Linked DNA regions of Macaca mulatta: region 2 is linked to region 1. The links are chromatin contacts, called in public Hi-C maps. All regions are on one chromosome and are shown on one strand. The core of a region is the stretch at or near the end of the contact, and the rest is flanking DNA. Distances in the headings are between cores, read along the strand shown. Region 1 has its middle 46 kb from the start of ABCA1. Region 2 holds the start of ABCA1 (ATP binding cassette subfamily A member 1).

Region 1 (4,088 bases), core at 947-3,446:
GAATCACACCTGTAATCCTAGCACTTTGGGAGGCCAAGGCCAGTGGATCACAGGGTCAAGAGTTCGAGACCAGCCTGGCCAACATGGTGAAACCCCATCTCTACTAAAGATATAAAAAAATCAGCTGGGCGTGGTGGCACATGTCTGAAATCCCAGATACTCAGGAGGCTGAGGCAGGAGAATTGCCTGAACCCAGGAAGTGGATGCTGCAGTGAGCCAAGATTGCACCATTGCACTCCAGCCTGGGCAGCAGGGCAAGACTGTATCTCAAAAAAAAAAAAAAAAAAAAAAAAAGGAAAAATCTAAATATTACCAAATATCACGAGTATTGCTTCCTCCCTATTAATGTTTCACAATGTACAGGGGGTCTGTTCAGAACACAATAGCTGCTCTAGCGATCAAAATCACTATACATCAACTAGTATTTCCATTTTTCAGTATGCCTATTGCTGGGCTGCTCCACACAAAGAACAAATTATATATCTTGTTAACTTTTGGCCAAGTTGATCAATTTCATGATATCTATAAATGCCACACTAAATAGAGTGAACACATACATAGTCATAAAACAGCAGGCTGAAGCTAACTCCAAAAACAAAGAAAAAATCCAACTCTAAACCATTCTGCATTCAAGTTCCCAAATGACTCCCTTGGAGGCCTTTAAATTGTATTTGTTTGGAACAAACAAACAAACAAAAACAAAAGGAGTTCATCGTTAGCATGTGGAGGATGTTCATTAGCGACTGCAAGAAGTCACAGTCTAAACCACTCTGTTCTAGAAACCCATTATAGTCATGCAGGCCAATAGCACTATTCTGGAAGGTAGCTATCTCTCGTGCCCTCTAAGAACCACCGTTTTGCATCATTAGCAAGAAGCAAAGAGTAGATCTTAAACCTCTTTAAACTTTAAACTCCTCTGCGTCCTATTCAAAAACTAGAATACCACTTAAAACAGATTTTTAACTCTGCACTTTAAAAAGGGATTTCAAGTGTCCTGCATTTTAAAGACACTTCATTACAAAAGTTAGAAAATTAAAGTATAAAACTTATCAAAACAAGCTTTTAAGTTTTCAGGATGATTCACTGCAAAATTTCTTTAAACAGACTCCCCTCTTTTTTGTGTGTTTGAGTCTTCAGGGAAAATAAGTGATAGTAAACATCAACCATTGACACCTGCAAACTAGGAAAAAAAAAGTGTTGCTTGGACATGGTAGGGAAAATAATTTATTTTTACAGGAAGTTAGCCGGGCGTGGTGGCTCACGGCTGTAATTCCTGCACTGTGGGAGCTCAAGGTGGGTGGATCACCTGAGGTCAGGAGTTCAAGGCCAGCCTTGCTGACATGGTGAAACCCAGTCTCCACTAAAAATACAAAAATTAGCTGGGCGGTAGTGGGGCGTGCCTGTAATACCAGCTACTTGGAAGGCTGAGACAGGAGACTCTCTTGAATCTGGGATGCAAAGGTTGCAGTGAGCCGAGATCACACCACTGCACTCCAGCCTGGGCAACAGAGTGAGGCTACGTCAAGAAATAAAAAAAAAAAAGAGAGAAAAGAAAAAAAAGAAAGAAAGAAAGAAAAGAAGAAAAGAAAAGAAAGAACGAAGGAAGAAAGATAGGAATTTAACATACAGGCGATTTTTCAGGTTCTCATTTGCTAAACCAACGATGCAGAATTTGTGAAGTAGGGGCAACAAGTTGCTGAACCTGAGAGACGCCTCTAAACGCGCTCAGAGGTTATTTCAACTGTGCTGTTTACTAGTTCAGGTACAACAGGCAAAGACAGAAAGATGCCAACGCTCTCTCCACCCTCCCACCGCCGGCTCACAAAGCGCGGAGCATGCACCCAGCCGTCCAAACACGTAGCGATGTCGCCGCTTTAAGCCGCTGTCCCCCCCCCTCGGCCCGCCCACAAGAAGGCGGGGAGGCGCGGGGTCTGCTGGGAGTTGTAGTTTCGAGCCAGGCCTGAGAGCTTCTTGACTCGTTTCCTTTGCCCCCCTCCCCCGCCCCCACACTGCACAGCTGCCTACGGACTCTGGAGTTGCCGTGTATTGAGCATGGGGCACAGCCGGGGATAAAAGGGGAGAAGGATCCTTTAATCTGCGGATCGGGGCGCCGTTGATGAGTGTTAGAAGGTGTTGGAACGCAGAGTAAGCGGCGCGCATGCGCGGCTGGCGGAGGTGGGGGCCGCTCCTCCCGCGCCTTTCAAGGGCTGGCTGATCCCTTAGGGCTGGCTGGGCTCAGAGGTAGGGCCTGCGGTGCAAGTTTGTGATAACATTGCTTGTAGGCTGCGGTTGTTAAGGCAGAGATTTGGAGGGGGTCGGTTGGGGGTGCTGGGTAGTGTCAGTAATCAAGGGTTTTAATCGCTACTCCATCCTGGCTTTCGGGAACCTCCCACCTCCTACCCTTTCCCAGTTTGCAGAATTGCAGCTTTCCCCATCCCCCACCCCGATCGCTTCGTGGGAAGCCTTTCCATACTGTGTTGTGAAATCCGTTAGACCTTCTCAGCCAAGGCCTTTTAGCCCGCCTGGAATTCAAGCTGCCCCCTCCTTGCCAAATCCAGATCATGCGAGACAACAAAAGGCTTGAGGCACAGGCCCTACAAGGCAGTGCCCCTGCCAGCTCTTCTAAGCTTATTGTTTACCCTGCCCTCTTCTTCCCCTACAAATTGAGACAGCCAGGCGATAGATTAGATAAATAGATTCCATGTCCTTACATTTGCAACAGGCTTTCATAGCTTCCTTTGCTCTGGAAGATGGCATCATTATACAAAAGGACAAGTGAGAACACACGAATGTAATCAGTGGCAGAACCCCAGGACTGAACCCTACAGGAGTTCTAAGTCTATTGTTTTTCCTACCACTTCACAAATGCGTCAGAAAGAGCTGAAGGAGGTGACCAGCTGCACCTGACGCTAGCTGGCTTTCTGAATGCTCAGGCCCTGAGCCCCTGGCTCACCACAATCACTCTTAAATTGACTAGCAATTGCCCCTTAGTGAGTGACCTCTCCAGCAAGCCCGCAGGATTTTGCCTAGGGTAATGTTTCAGATTGAGCACATACTTTGTGCTGGGCCCTGGAAAGATGTACATCAGATCTTAAGTTAAAAGGTTCCTTTCCCCCAAGGACACCAGGCTGTCCTATAAAGTATTCTGTATTTCCCAAAGGATAGGGTTAGCCACAGTTTGTTATATGATTGCTTGTTTGCCTGTTTTTTTCTTTTCTTTATTTCTTTGAGACAGGGTCTCCCTCTGTCACCCAGGTTGAAGTGCAGTGGCGTGATCATAGTTCACTGCAAGTTCAGACTCCTGGGCTCAAGCAATCCTTCTCCCACCTCAGCCTCTGGAGTAGCTGGGACTACAGGCATGCACCACCATGCCCAGCTAATTAAAAAAAAAAAATTAGAGGAGGTCTCACTATGTTACTCAGGCCAGTTTCAAACTTCTGGGCTCAAGTGATCCTCCTGCTTCAGCCTCCCAAAGTTCTGGGATTACAGATGTAAGCCACCACACCTGGCCTGCCTGCCTTGCTTGAGAAGCTGCAGCACTATTTTGTTCACCATTGTATTAGAAGTGCTAACATGTAGTGGCCTTTCGATACATGTCAAATAGACATACAAATGATGAATGCATAGTTCAGTCTCTGACCTTCATGTCTGTTGGGAGAGGTGGAGATGAAAATAGAGGTAGGCTGGGCACAGTGGCTCACACCTGTAATCCCAGCACTTTGGGAGACTGAGGCGGGCGGATCACGAGGTCAAGAAATGGAGATCATCCTGGCCAACATGGTGAAACCCTGTCTCTACTAAAAATACAAAATTAGCTGGGTGTGGTGGCCCATGCCTGTATTCCCAGCTACTTGGCAGGCTGAGGCAGGAGAATCGCTTGAACTTGGGAGGTGGAGGTTGCAGTGAGCTGAGATTGCTCCACTACACTCCAGCCTGGCAACAGAGCAAGACTCCATCCGCCCCCCAACACCTTCCTGCAACCAAAAAGAAAAAAAAAAAGAAAAAGAAAATAGAGGTACATGTTTATACAAAGTTTTGGAACAGGAAGGCAGATGCACATAACTGCCTGGCGTGGTTCCAAAAACCTG
Region 2 (3,496 bases), core at 825-3,324, 46 kb before region 1:
AAGAAAATTCCACTCTTTAACTCGGGGGAAATTTTTGTGAGGTTCTCTTCGTGGGAAGCAGGGATTCAGCCATGGAGGACAAGTGACTTGCTGATTTCAGTACCCAGAAAGTTTTTTTAAATATGAACTTTGTCCACTGTGAGATGAATGTGTATATACTACCCATTCTCTTCTTGGGATGTCATTGAAAAGTCGGATTTTAAAAGCTAATGGTATCAGTGCTGCAAAGGCAGGCCAATTACAGACAGTGGCATACAATTTTTTCTTTATTTTCTTATTTTTAATCTTATTTCTTTCCTTCTTTTTGATAAAAGATATACCTAAAGAGGCACCTACACACAACCCTGGCACCGTCCGCCGCCCCAAGAACCTTCCTTATTTACCAACGGCCTGGGAGTTGGCAAACACGCTAACAACAACAACAAAAAAACCAAACGGGCTTTCGCCTCAACCTCATAGTTCCTCCCCATCTGCACTCACCGGTCTTCACCGGATTCACAGCGAGCAGACACCTAGTACAGCCGGCCGATTCCTAGGTCCTCCGGCCAGGAGGCGCTGCGGGCTAGTCTCCGGGGGCCACCGCAGCCCGCGCGCCCAGCACCCCCACCCTCAAGGCAGAGCCCAGCCCAGCCCCGCGGCGGAGCTCCGAGTTCTGCGCCGCCCGCCGGGGTTATTCCCGGTCATTCCACAGCACCACCTCGCCCCAGCTTCCCCATCTGCGCCCAGGCAGAAGCTGCCCCAAGAGACCAACGGCAAGGGTCTGGAAGATGGGGCGGCAGGGAACGTGGGGGAGGGAGGATTGGGCACCCCACCTCCGGGTTTCCGCAGGCTCTCCTAAGTCTTGTATTTAGAAGAAACAAAACTCGGCCGGGCGCGGTGGCTCACGCCCGTAATCCCAGCACTTTGGGAGGCCGAGACCGGTGGATCACCTGAGGTCCGGGGTTCGAGACCAGCCTGGCCATCAAGTTGAAACCTCGTCTCTACTAAAAATACAAAAATTAGCTGGGTGTGGTGACGCGCCTGTAATCCTAGCTACTCAGGAGCCTGAGGCAGGAGAACCGCTTGAACCCGGGAGGCAGAGGTTGCAGTGAGCGGAGATCGCTCCATTGCACTCCAGCCTGGGCGACAGAGCAAGACTCAAAGAAAAAAAGAAAAGAAAGAAACTCGTTCCGCGCTCTGCGCCAGGGACACCAGCTCGGCTGAGCGCACCGAGACTGTAGGCAGGACCTCCCTACCCCTCAGGTCACAAAGCCCCAAGGCCTCTAGTGAGTAATAGCACCACGGACCCCGTTTGGGACACCTCCAACTCGAGTTCTCGGGAAAAAGGACGCGCTGCTCCAGTCCCGGGGTGCATACAGCAGATTCCCAGGTCAGAACAGACCAGCTTCTTAAGAACCAAGTGAGAACTCAGTGCTGGCATTTGTCTCCGTAGGTACTGGCCGACCCGCAACCAGAGGGGTTTCTAGCCAACTCAGGCCCCTCCGAACAAAGAAGCGCTCCGTGCCGGACCTGCAACTCTCCCCACCCGGCAGCAGCGACCTCAGCACTCCCGGGCACCCCCGACCCCTCTGAGCCCGGGGTACTGCGCCCGGGTCTCCACGCCCAGAGATGCTCCCCAAGTCTCCACCGCCGGGCGAGTCCCGAGCGCAGCAGCGCAGTCCTGGGGTCGCCAGAGCTCGTCCTAGGACATCCTCTTCCCATTTACGCCGCCCCGGGTCCCATTTGGGTTGCAAGTGGTGGGCATGCGGGGCTCCGGATCAAAGTCCCCGAAACCGAGAGCTTCCCGAAGCTTCCTTGGCCTCGCAACAAAACAATAACGCCCAATAAGTCACTGGAGAGCCTCTTACCTGTTTTCCACTTTTGTGTTTGCGTCTCTTTCTCCTACCCCTTGACAAGCCTTCCGGAGAAGGGGAGAAAACAGAACGAGGGGAAAAAACAAGGAGCAAAGCGCCCTGAGAACTAGTCCTGTTGGTGCGCAGAGCCCCCCGCCCTGCTCTGCCCTGCCGCAACCCGGGAGAGAAGGGTCGGCTCGGCTCTGCTGGTCCCGGCCCCACTCACTCTCGCTCGCAATTACGGGGTTTTTGCCGAGACTAGTTCCTTTTATAGATTCGGCTGCCCGGAGCGCAGAGGTTACTATCGGTCAAAGCCTGTTCTCGCCTTCCTCCCCGCCCCCTTCCCGGCCTCTGTTTATGTAGTTCAGTCACTCAGCAGAAAGCACGTGGAGCCGCGGCCCGCCTCTTAAACGGGCGACGTTCAGCCGCCGGTGAAGCTGCTAGGGAGTTGGGAGGAGGTGGGTGGGGTGGGGGTGGAGGGTGCATCAGGTGTCTCAGGGTCCGCGGTCTGCGCCCCCGCTCCCCGCCGGGGCCCGCCGGCCTAAGACCCGCGGGAAGCGCTGAGCTCGGGGCTGCGCCGCAGACTCTCTAGTCCATGTTCCCGGCAGCCAAGGGCACCAGTGGAATTTGCTTCCTCTAAATCGTGCTTTCCGCAATCTTTTTTTCGTTTGTTAGTTTCCTCAGCCGGAGGGAGGGATTGGGGGAGAGGGAGCTCCATACGGAATCCCCCTCAGGACGCCAATCATTTTGTCTTTTGGTACCTTTCAAAGACCTAGGCTGGTCCTCTGGGTAACCGGCTGCTTTTGTTTCCCCCCCCCCCCCAACAAACCTTGACTTTAGTTTTTGATAGCGACCTACTGCCTTCGAGATTCCCAGCCTGAGCTCCCCAGGTCCCTCAGAGGACCTGAGAGGAACATCTTACTGCTTCTCTTCATAAATTGAGAGGAAGGAGGCCACAAAAACAAAAAAAGAAACAGACAAAAACACAGAACAATATGGACCAGCCCCCTTTTAATTTTCATTATATTGATCAGCCTCCCTGTGATAAAAACACAGGACTTGTATTTAGCTTGTATACATTTGTAAAGTGCAGCCAGAGAATTGCAGTCGTGTAAAATTATGTAGTCACTCCAGACCTCCAACTTCTGTTTGCCTTTGCCTGTAGGGAGCAAAACCATCCAAAACATTGGAGGGGCCAAAAAAAAAAAAAAAGGCAAGAGCAAGAATGCAGGCCTACACACCATATGTCTAAATATTTAAGTCATCCATCAAGCCAACAAACTAAATGTCTCCTGCCTTGACAAAGATACCTTTGTAACCACCTTGTGTAGATTCACGTTTAGACTCCACAGTTTGACCTGAGTTTTGGTCAGAATGAGGTGGCATGAGAGAGCGCCCCAAGCCTACTTCTCTTCCCACCTCCAGCTCCATTATATTCCAGAACTCCCACCACCTGCATGCAGACACTCAGCTGCACAAGCCCCCTCCAGGCTACAGTCAACAGGATCTCCAGGCTACAGCTCAAGCCCAGGTACCCACATCAGTGGTTCTATCAACACTCAGGACAGACCCATAGAAGAGGCCCAAGCAGGCCCTGGAAGTGCACGTGGAGGCCACAAGGCAAGGAATTCTGGAGTCCCAGGTACTCATAACTCTGGGTGGCA

The links. A called contact is a pair of places that touch in the nucleus more often than the background predicts.
Region 2: a contact with region 1 is called in a Hi-C map of fetal cortex germinal zone, with 4 times the contacts expected there. The contact joins the promoter of ABCA1 here to the enhancer-like site in region 1. A contact is called at or near these places in 6 of 14 Hi-C or Micro-C datasets (CD4 T cells, blood, cortical neurons and 3 more).

What each region holds. Positions count from the first base shown.
Region 1 is chr15:53,416,994-53,421,081 of T2T-MMU8v2.0, reverse strand. No RefSeq gene overlaps it. Among named protein-coding and RNA genes, the nearest start is that of ABCA1, 46 kb to the left of the region's middle. Within about 2 kb of position 2,196, at least 31 of the 40 cell types and tissues checked have an H3K27ac peak or open chromatin away from gene starts, as enhancers often do. A contact at or near this core is called in blood, cortical neurons, fetal cortex germinal zone and 1 more, where this site is marked.
Region 2 is chr15:53,463,849-53,467,344 of T2T-MMU8v2.0, reverse strand. ABCA1 (ATP binding cassette subfamily A member 1) reads right to left here and starts at 2,074. Exons shown (of 50, transcript XM_015117158.3): 1 at 1,848-2,074.